Regions from separate parts of the Oryza sativa genome. Here region 2 is linked to region 1. Evidence: chromatin contacts called from public ChIA-PET data. All regions are on one chromosome and are shown on one strand. The core of a region is the stretch at or near the end of the contact, and the rest is flanking DNA. Distances in the headings are between cores, read along the strand shown.

Region 1 (5,693 bases), core at 827-3,326:
ATACATGGCACTGATGATTTTGTCTATAGATCATACCTTGTGTGTAATCATCCCTTCTAGGATAGTCTCGCCATTTCATTGTTGTGTTTATCTGCTTGATGGAAGTAGGACACATGAGTTCCCAAACTCTGTAGTTTTGGTGGTAGGAATTACAATGCATGGAACATGACATCACCATGTATGCCTGATGCCATGCTACACGCCTACATTATCACTTCTGCAAAACAGTTTTGGTGTTATTTGATAGGGTACCACTCTTGTTTGAGAATGGCTTCTAACTGCACTGTGTAGCATGGGCAATTTTGTTTCTCATTTGTGAATAAGCATTTGTTCAACTTGAGGTGATGATCACTCATCCTTCTACACATTAAAAATAATGTGGATGCTATGCATTTCGGTTATTTATGCCAATTGGAATTTTAAGTGGGTATCATGGGTTTCCAAATGCTTTACAAAGTTATCCTTAAGCCTTGTGGTATTAATTCATAAACTAGTAGTTTTTCATGAAAGACAGTTTTTGAACAGATGCATTTGTCATACTGCTGATGGCGATTGACTGAGAACTTGCCTGACATTGTAAAGTGTAGACAAACTGTATTAAGCTACTTGTTGTCCTGATCTTGAAGCATTATCCTGAGTCTTGAACTATCGAAGATTTTAATTGTGCTTACTGTAGTACTTCAATATTAAATTGCCTGGAGGGATGGAAGTATCTAGAATTCATGTGTTATAACATTAACCCCAGATTCATGAAAAATCGTTATAGAAGTTCCTTTTGGTGGGCGTAGATTTATTGACCGAGAAGGACTGATTGCTAGCAAAGAGTAGGCAATATATTTCCCTGGTTCCTCTATTTTATTCTTTGCAGCACATGTAGTGCCAACAAAGTTTCTTTTTCATGTATTGTTCAATGTTCACCAATTGCTTCATCTTGTTATTACACTACGTATATGCATCATCAGACTGCCTTGCGGTGCTTTGCTTCTTTTACTTGGCTGATTATCTATGTTTACTGTACCAGGTGTCCATCACTACATCAACTAGACTAGCAAATTCTTGGGCTTAGTGGAAGGAACTTGAACAGTTGTGGATAGGAGTTACTTGCACCTGATATAGTTCTTTTACAGTCTCGTTCTCAGATACATCGAGACATCGAGCAATCGTACGCACATATTTCTGTCTAATTGCATTCACTCCGCAGCCTGTGTTAATATTGTCACTCTCTTTTGGTATAGTTGTAAGGGTATAAGAACATTCCGAAGGTGATACAGTTTATTCTAGCCCTGTGAAGCAAAGAAAACAGTTTGCAAAACAGTTTGCAATTATCATGTCTTGAAAAGTAACGGTTCACTGCAATAAAAAAGCCAGCCCTTCATTATGACTTCTCTCCATAATGTTTTCATGGTTACTCTCGATAATTTCAGTTTGCATGTTCTAGTTGATTTCCGCAAAATTGTTCTTAGCATTTTTAAATTTCATCTTACATCAGTCGGTACTCGGGACTGGTTTATTGTCTCCAATCAATGGTGTCTGGGTTCAGTCACTCCATACGTTTTAGAACTGCTGCTGATCTGTTGTGCAGAAATGAGCTATGTATGCAAGTTGACTGAAGTGGAATGCTCAAGCAGGTTTTTGGAGCTTCAGTTTATGCTATAGTGGAGTATAACAAATTACCATGAACAAAACATAATGCGGTTAGATCCTTATTAATCCATGACAATGGATACTTCTCAATATCTGTCCTAGTTTGTTTCAATCTCAATATACTGTAATTAGCCTTTTTGTATAACTCGGCCTCCGAATTGTTGAATTCCTCGCAAAAAAAAGGGAATGAAATTTAATTTCCTAGAGAAAAAAGGAATTGAAATTTGAATGGTTGAGACCCGGCTTTACAATCCCAATTGCCTAGTGAGATTTGTTTTTTTTTTCCACTAATTTCGAACTAATTTTAACACATAATTTCGAATGAATTTCGACAAATTTTGAACGAGACGCGCATTTTGACCCACAGCTCTAGATTGATCGAAATCCGTCAAGTTCATGAACCGTTAAGAGACTTTGGCTAACAGGCGTTTTCCTAATTACTGCTACAGCAGCTCGGCAAAGTGATCTTGGGCGATCTGCACCGTTCATTTTCAATCCAACGGTGATGAGCGCGACCGCTCAATTTGCAGTGAAGCTAAGCACTGGAGAGGATCTCAACCCGCCTCCGCTTCTCTCCAGTCTCCATCCCCCTCTCTCTCCTCTGCTTCCGGCGGACGCGCCGCCGGCCATCTCCCCGCCGCCTCGCCGCCTCGCAAGCGCCACCCCGCCCGCCGGCGAAGAGCTTTGTGTGCGCGGCGTTGGACCGGCCTTCCTTTACTTGCCGGACCGACCACGCGCGGCCGGCGAGCAGGTAGGTGGAAGGAGGGAGGGGCCCCGACGACGCGGCCGGCCTCGCTCCACCGGCCTCCGTCTCGGTTCGGCTCGAATTGGAGGTATTCGCTCTTTCTCTCGTAGCTCCTCCATCCTCCTACTCCTCCACAGCGCTTCGCGAGCGGTGTGTGCCTGTGTGGCGTAGACTGTAGATCTGTCAGGATTTGGATTCATCTCTTCCGCTCCAATTCGTTGATGAGCGGTGCAGAACTAAGGCCAGTCACAATGGGGGTTTCACTGGTGTGTCATGCACATTTAATAGGGGTAAGACTGAATAAAAAATGATTATTTGCATGAAATGGGGATGAGAGAGAAGGAAAGAGTTTCATCCTGGTGAAACTCGTCAGCGTCGTTTCCAAGTCCTCGGTAACAGAGTGAAACCCCCGTTGAGGCCGATTCGTTTCATTCACCGGATCTCTTGCGTCCGCCTCCGCCGTGCGACCTCCGCATTCTCCCGCGCCGCGCCGGATTTTGGGTACAAATGATCCCAGCAACTTGTATCAATTAAATGCTTTGCTTAGTCTTGGAAACGTCAAAGTGAAACCCCTCCACTGTGGGGATTGTTTCATAAAAGATTTCATTTGAGAGAAGATGGTATAATATTTTGGGTAGCCGTGCAATGACACTAGCCATTGTGACTGGCCTAAGAGCAGTTTGTTTCCGAAAAAAATTTGGGGTCCAGATGTTCAGTTGAACTCCCGTGTGGCCTTGCCCCTGTAAATTGTGGTTGAAGCTCGCAAGCACTGCTAATTTGCACAAAATCGTAGTCGTATCATCTCTTGTTGGGACTTCTCTCTGTAGACTGTAGTTGAGGTTGCCTGTTGTGTTAAGCTTGCTGCATGCTTCATAATCATTTACGTATGATCTTATCTTAGCTTTGTTGTACTTTTCCTGTGTTTTGTTTAACCACATACTGTAAAAATAATATGATTGTGGTGTATCTTTGTAGGCAGTTATGGATCCCATGGATGATCATGACAGTGACGAGTTGCCGTCAGGGGTGGCGTCAGATGAAGCTCACGTTGCCTTCAGAGCGAGAACTAAGAAAAGGTCCAAGGTGTGGGATGAGTACAAGCCTATCTATGTAAACGGAGTGGTTCAAAGCGCGGAATGCCGCTACTGCCATATTCTGATGAGTTGCAAAGGTTCTGATGGACATTCCAATGGAACGAGTCATTTGTGGCGGCATCAGAAAATTTGCCGGGCGAAAGAGGACTTGGATCTGGCTCAGTTACATGATACTGGTTTCCCATATGGTATGCTTGCTTTGTTTCCCTTGGGGATCATCTTCAGTTTAATTGGCATCTGCATCGGTGTATTAGTTGATTTGACAGTGTGTAAATTTTGTACTGTTTTATAGTCGTTGAGAGAGTTTTGGATGATCATCAACTTATTATGGTACCCTTGTATAAAGCATTCAAACTTTAACCTACTTTAGGCAATGATGATAATGATTAGGGACATTTTAACAATGACAATAGTTGAGGGCATTGCCTTTTAGGTGCTGTATATTAGCTTGTTGGTTAAATCAATGATAGGAATTATAGGGCATTCCCACTTAGGTGGTATATATTTTGTTATTTCTTAAAACAATGACAATATTTTATTAATATTTTGATCCCCTATCAGAGGAGCTGACAGAATGGGCTAGGCTTTAGCTGATGATTTTCCATGATTAAGAAGATCACATAAGGAATTATATAGATATGTTAATCAGGGTTCAGGTCCTTACTGGAAACTGCTGGTAACTGGTGGTTACCAGCAACCCTGGCCAGGAGCATTGTTTGCAAAAAATAGTGTGTTAAAAATTTTAAATCTAAACTATACCGTCACAATACTAAGAGCATCAGAGTAAGCTATAAGTTACAAATAATTTACTAATTTACCTCAAAACCTTAAATTTTTTTCATCTCCGTCACCCTGCTGGTCTGCATTGCTCATAGAATAACTCTTTTTCTGGCAAGATGAGTGATACGATTGCCCATTTAGTTTAGCAAGAGTAGAATGGCTGCTACCAAGGTGGTTGAAAAGCTGCAAGTTACTTGGTTTATTTTAGGATTAGATGTTCCCCCTGTGGGAATTTCTAGTATTTTTCTTCTTCTGTCAATGCCATGGGAATTTTTAAACTTCTCTGCTGTATATTATTTTATCTGTCTGTGGCTGTAATTATGGTGGAAGCATCCTTTTGTTTTTTTTTTTTTCGGCCAAGTTGCATATCTTTCATCTTTATGTGTATTCTGACTAAACTATCCATGCTTTATACATAATAGTGATGAATGATATTAATCCGGTGGATCAAATTCATCCAGATTCACTTGATGATATAAAATTGGCAAGTCACAGTGACAACAGCAGGTTCAGATCAAAGGTGTGGGAGGAGTTTACGCCTGTATATGTTGAGGGGAGAATCCAGGGTGCTGAATGTCTCCATTGCCACAAGCGACTTAGTGCAGATAAAGGTAGAAGCCATTTGAACCGGCATACTCAGACTTGTCCGGCACGAGGAGAAACTGGAATAAATCATAAGAGTCCGTTTTCTCCCTCCAGTGCACCAAGTTTTAAATCTGGGGTTCAGGATGAGCTTTCACCTGCCTTGACAAACGGTAAAGTTCAGATTGCAGAGTATGCTAGCAAACTTCTCAAGGTTAATAGCTCAGTTGACAAAACTCCCCAGAGCCAGCACATTCTAGCTTTGCCAGCACGAGACAACATGACCAAAGAACAAAATACCTCATCTACTCATGCTGCTCCAGATGTAAGCACCAGTAAATTTGATCAGGAAACATCTTATCAAGAGCTAATTAGAATGATAGTTTTGCATGGATATCCCTTGTCAATCGTGGAACATGAAGAAATGAAAAGATTTGCAAAAAGCCTCAACCCGTTGTTTAACATGGCATCAAGCATTGATGTGGAAGAGTATTCAACTCTTTTATATCAGAAAGAAAAGGCTGACCTTAAGGAGAAAATTGCTGCACTTTCATCCCGACGGATTTCCTTATCAGCAAGCATTTGGGCTCCTCATGGAGCTGAGCCCACTGTGAAGTACATCTGTTTGACAGCGCACTTTATTGATGCAGAATGGAGGCTTCAAAGGAAAATAATCAAGTTTGGTGTGTTTTGGTCGTTGCCTACTGATTTGGAAAGAATGATACTTTATAAGGAGGCTTGTGTATTAGACTCTGAAAGTGGGCCATATAATGTCATAGCAGAAGCTATAAGTGATTGGAATCTTGATAATAAGCTTTTTAGCTTGATATCCGTCAGTGAAATTAGAA
Region 2 (5,793 bases), core at 3,100-5,599, 42 kb after region 1:
CTATGGGAGGGGAGGTTGTGGTGGCCCGATGGCGGCCTGACAGCGAATCCTCGGGGCGACGGAGGCAGCAGTCACAGATCTGGTAGACGGCGACGGTGAGCAGCGGTGGTGTTCATTGTTCTTTCAATGTTTGTTATGTGATGTCTGTGATTGATGTTGGTTGATTCGGGAGTTTATAGTATGTAATTTCTTTATGATGTTGGTTGATTTGTTGTGATGATGTTGGTTGATTTGTTGATGTTGTAGATTTGAGATTTGGGGGCAATGCGGGGGATGGATGTGGTCAATTCGAGCCGGTGCATCGAGCCTTTTTTTTTTTTGCTAGCGAACGCCTCAAAGGTACCGGTTTGAAACCGGGGAGTCAATAGTGCCGCCTCCCTGGTGTCGGTTGGGAAAACCAACATCTAAGGGGATTTTCCAACTGGTACCAAAAGAGTATTCTGTAGTAGTGACTATTCGTATAGACTTCCATCGGTACTCAAAAGTAGAGCTTATTATTACTCTTCTTTTCAAGCACTACTGTACGTACTAAAGTTGCTTTTATTAACAAGGTTATCAACTATTTAATTTAATATATAAGAGATTAAGCAAAAAAAACTTAGGGACTTGTAAGAAAATTTCTCAGAAAAATTGGCATTGTCAAATATTTTGGTTTAGTCAAATAAAAAATAGCCCATGGCAATGCCTTTTGATAGCAAACCAAACTGAAACCTTACTCCAAATTTTAATGTTGACTAATTATTTCGGTTAGGGAAAAAAAGTTGGTAAAGTTAGTATCCGCCGCAAACCAAACAGTACATCCCGACGTACGTGACGAGAAAATTAGGGCCTGTTTGGTACAACTCCAACTCCTAAATATAACTTCAGGAGTTGAGTCTGGAGTGGAGTTGTGGAGCTGCCTAAACCCAGCTCCACAACTCTAGTACATTTTGTGAGAGAGCTCCACCCAACTCCACTCCCAGTTTTGGTGGAGCTGAAACTGTTTGGCTGAGCTCCAGCTCCAGGAGGGGTGGAGCTGGAGCTGGAGCTGTGCCAAACAGGACCTTAATACTCTCGTTCTCTGATTATTCTATCTGCCGCCTTGCAAGTCACTTTCCTTGTTCGTGTGTGGTACTCCCAGATCAACCGCAACTTGGTTTGGCATTCGCACGGCCCTCCCGCGCACGCCACCGCCCGCGTCGACGCTGCATGCATCCATCCACCAAGTCACCAACTGCCAACCCAAAGACCCCCCGCGCGACCGTACGCCCCACGGCACGCTCGCATCGCATCGCATGACATCCTATTTTCTTCCTTGTGTCCAACCGTCCAAAACAAAAGATTGTAGTATATCTACCTGAATCGAAATATAATTATATCACCATATTCATCGATTGGTTCAGGGCTGGTTTAGTTTGGTATCATACTATCATGATGATATATGGCTGTGTTCTCCTCTAAGTTTTCCCAACTCACCTCTCTCGTTTTTTACGCGCACGTTTTTCAATCTGTTAAACAGTGTATTTTTTTATTAAAAAATTTCTATATGAAAGTTGTTTTAAAAAATCATATTAATCTATTTTTTTAAAAAAAATTAGTTAATACTTAATTAATCATGCAATAATATATATTTTGTTTGGAAACCCTCCTCTCAAACGCAGCCATATTGGTGATACCAAAACCAATATTTTGGTAACACGAGTGCATCATTGGTTACTTTAAAAGCAAAACAAATAACTATCATTTGTAAGATTGAGCAACAGAAATGTATGTAATTCGTATGACTTCATAACATCATCCGTCCCAAAATAATTCAACGTAAAAGGGGATAGGATATATCCTATCCAGATTCATTATACTATGATAATATATCACATTCTTATTTTGGGTAGCATGGTAAGAAAAAAAATCCCAACAGTTAGTACTATATTACTCCACTAAAATAAATATAATAAATGATTTAGTGACGTCATACATGATAAAACAAAATGCGTAGATAACAATTATTGTCACGTATGTAGTACACGACGAGGTGTGTGCCGCATAAATGCATAGCAAACGTGCTCTCCATCAAGGCACATGCATGACGTCACTAAAAAAATCAAAGGCAAAATCAAAGAATTAATTGTCCACTTATGTGATGAATAAATCAAACGGGACGTCGATCAATCACTTTCCTTGTTCAAGCTTTCTTATTCATATATAGGACCCAATTCACGTAAGGGCGAATCGCTTCCCATGGTTATCCTCTAATGGGTCATGGGAGTAATTATTTTTTAAAGATTTTCAGAGACTGATGAACTTGTAAATTTTACCAAGGATCTTTTGGATTGCACGGATTTTATAGGACTTAATTCAATTCACACAAACCTTCTCCACTATATGTGGCCGTAGGCAGCAAACAAAAATTATTATCTCAACTAGCATCGAGAGCACACAGCAGAACACGCATAACTAAGGCTGGCAGTGGCGTGCGTGGGCTGATGCAGCCGCTGGACAGGCCCGCACCACTTACCCACTTACCCACTTAGGCCAAACCACTTAGGAGTAAGTGGGCTGATGCGGCGAGTCCACCACGTACGGCGGCGCCACCACAGCCCACATCGAGCATCAGAAAGAGGAGGAACGAGGAGTCAAAGAGGAGGGGAACGAAGAAGTTCGTCGCTGTTGCGGCTTGAACCCTAGCCGCTGCCGCCATGGATTCGATGCCGCCTCCTCCACCGCCTCCTCCTCCGCCGCCTCCGCCGCCGCCTTCACCGCCGCCTCCGCCTCCGCCGCCGTTCCTAGTGATCTCGCAGACCTCCGCCATCACTGCCGCTTCCAATGCGCCCTCCAAGGGATCTTCGTGGTCATCGTCGGTCATAGCAGCGCACTCATCGTTGCTCGTCGCACCAACTCCACCTGTTCTGTCAATTTCTGTGGGTGGTGCTAGACCAGCTTCTGCTTCAATCCCATCAACCTCTACACAGGTGAGTTCTTGATTCTTTCCCCTGATGTGGATGCAGTGAAAAGGAGATGCAGATGCAGTGAATCTGAGTAGGATGAATCCAGAAAGCAAGGATGTAATTTTCAGATTCAAACCATATTTAATTTTGTAAGGATGTACGCATCACTTCACCTAAAAAAAGAAGATTATTTAGTTCCTGCTTGTTTGTGATTAGTTGCTTTCGTGACATAACAATGTGCAGTCTTGATGGCTTGCCTTTACATAACATGCTTGATGGTCACCTGGGATGTAAATATGTGATATGCCTGTTTGATTAACATCATTGAATCTTGTACATTAATCTTATACTTTTCAGACTTTGTTTTGAGTTATATGAATAGACTGATTTATTCGCTGTTCGATTCCTGTTCAGCATTATTATGTATAAACTCGTTACTATATATACGCACTGCTTCTTTTTTCTCTAAAGTTAGTGATTAAACAACAATTTACATGTAACAGCACACATGAAAACAAATTTAAAAAATAATTTACATGTAACTGCTTTTTTTGGCGCTGACTTTGAACACACAAGATTAGCCTTGGATAGCTAAGTTTCAGCACTAAAATAATTATCTGTTTTGTTCATGAGTTTCAGAGCCCTCTAGATTTTAAGCTATGTCAATTATATAATGCAGTCGTTTGGCTGTCAAATTCCTTTTATGTCAGAAGACAGTTTAAGAATCAAACAAAGTGTAGCATTGCACCGACTAAGGACAATTTCAGAAGATAGTTTCATGTTGCCAACCCATATTTACCTTTTCATTTTTCCTTTTTACTGCTGTAGGTGATTCGAGAGGGAGGGGTACTGGCCTCAAATACCTCGAGGGCTAAAGCAAAGCGTACTGCCCCAACATCGAATCAACTAAAGCATTCAACAGCAAAGTGGTCAAAACCAACTATAGTAACAATGGTGAGGTCTCCAGGGATTCTTATCATGATGTCACCTATGCAGCATAACCAGAAGGGAAAAAAAATCCTTGAAAACACACTAGTATTATACTCCTGTTTTGGCCTCAGGCCTACTCTCTTCATTCAAAAAAAAAAAAAAAGGTAAACTCTAGCTACGATGCATGTCCCGATTCATAGCTAGAGTTTACCCTTTTTTTTTTGGACGGAAGGAGTACGTGATTTACTGATCTTTGACATAGGTTGCTGATCTGTGGGCTTATGAGCTGTGGAGCCCACATATGAACCACTCAAAATCAAATGACATAGGTTGCTCATCTGTGGGCTTATAAGCTGTGGAGCCCACGTATGAACCACTTAAAATCAAATGACAGTGGGCCTATTTGGCAGCCCGTTTTCGCAGCTGTCTAGGCTGCGCTGCACAGCCCAGCCGTTCGGCTGCAGCGGCTGCATCGCTCCTTATCGTTTCCATATCCTGTAGCGACTGTTGGGCCCCTACAGCGACTAGACCGGCTGTTGGCTGGCTGGCTGCAGCCAGGCAGGCCTACCGACCAGGCCCAGTAAGTAAGAGGATCTATTTTCCCTAAATTATTGAAGCATACAGTAATTCAGGTACAATAACCAAGTAGTTCAGACTTTAGAAAACAAAATGATTGGTTCAGGAATCACATGTCGGAGAGCCTGTGACCGAGTAAAATTCTCGATCGCCCCTCTGTTTAATACAAGTATGCATGACAACAATCCTAGGAACATGCATGACAACAAAATTGAATACCATCAAAATATAAATTACGATGAAAAACATCAAAATATAATTAAAATTAAATTTTAAATTTTGGCTACAGCTGATAAACCGATTGCAGCAATCGATCGAGCTACGCAATAAGATGATGAAAATTTAGAATTTGAAATAAATTGATAATATAATTTAATATGTAATATGCCACTTCATAAACATACAAGTTAAAATTCGACCTATATAATTAGAAAAAAAAAATAACAAATTTGACTGTTGTGAATTATGTGTTCTCTTCAAAGTCAGAACTTCTATTTTTGTTTCTACTCGTATAAATTAAATTTTAACTTACATGTTTGTGGAAAGATATGTCATATATTGATCTCTCTTGTTAAATTATTTTAAATTTTCTGATGACTTTTTGGATGACAAGCAAAAAAAAATAAGGGGTATTAGGTTTATGGATAAGATATATACCATCTATCCTTGGGGTTACACAGTATACAAAGTATACGGCAAGGTTGTCTTAATAGTGAGGAATTTGACCAATGTAGAAAGAAACTGTCCCCTTGAATAGAATTCAAAGGTGTTAGAATCCTATTCGGAGGGGATGCCAACTTTATGATCTTATATATGTGAAGCCCTCTCTGAGTTCTACTTAGAGGTATATAAATACAAGCCCTTCGGGGGTACGGGATCATCGAATCATAATCTCACCACCAACCATACCATAAGCAATCCGGAGGACTGAAAGACCTAGCCACCGATCGATCTTATTTTAGTCATTTCTTCATCCGACAAAGTGATAATAATATGATTCAGGAATCGGACAGCAGCCATCACCTGACCTGAATTATTAGGGGTGCGTTCGATGCGATGATTCTGATGGGCTGAAATTATGGTGCGCAAAAACTACTGTAGCGCGTTTTGGGCTGGCTTGTTAAAGTACCGTAGAAGCCCACCGGACGTATGATGGCATGTATGGGTGTTAGTCCATCGTCTTCTTCTGTCGAGCATGCGTGCATTGCTTTGTCCATTGGATATTGCCGAGTCTCCTCCTTTCTCCTCCAAGCACTACAGCTACCGGCGGTCGAGGAGGCGGCTCCAGATCTGTAGCGGCAGACCACACGATCGACGTCGACGGCTCGGGCAAGCATGGTTGGTAGGCGCATCGGAGTACTCA

The links. ChIA-PET counts read pairs in DNA pulled down with a chosen protein or histone mark.
Region 2: a contact with region 1 is called in an H3K9ac ChIA-PET map of seedling, with 7 times the contacts expected there. The contact joins the enhancer-like site here to the promoter of LOC9269609 in region 1. A contact is called at or near these places in 10 of 15 Hi-C or Micro-C datasets (leaf, leaf mesophyll, panicle and 2 more) and 4 of 4 datasets of contacts at active chromatin or transcription factors (leaf and seedling).

What each region holds. Positions count from the first base shown.
Region 1 is chr8:4,760,034-4,765,726 of ASM3414082v1, forward strand. LOC9269609 (zinc finger BED domain-containing protein RICESLEEPER 2-like) reads left to right here and starts at 2,077. Exons shown (of 4, transcript XM_015795527.3): 1 at 2,077-2,477; 2 at 3,365-3,671; 3 at 4,686-5,693. The coding sequence starts at 3,371. LOC107276542 (increased rDNA silencing protein 4) reads left to right here. Exons shown (of 5, transcript XM_015793421.3): 5 at 1,022-1,378.
Region 2 is chr8:4,799,847-4,805,639 of ASM3414082v1, forward strand. No RefSeq gene overlaps it. Among protein-coding and RNA genes, the nearest start is that of LOC136351418, 8.6 kb to the left of the region's middle. Within about 2 kb of position 4,350, at least 12 of the 15 cell types and tissues checked have open chromatin away from gene starts, as enhancers often do. A contact at or near this core is called in leaf, panicle and seedling, where this site is marked.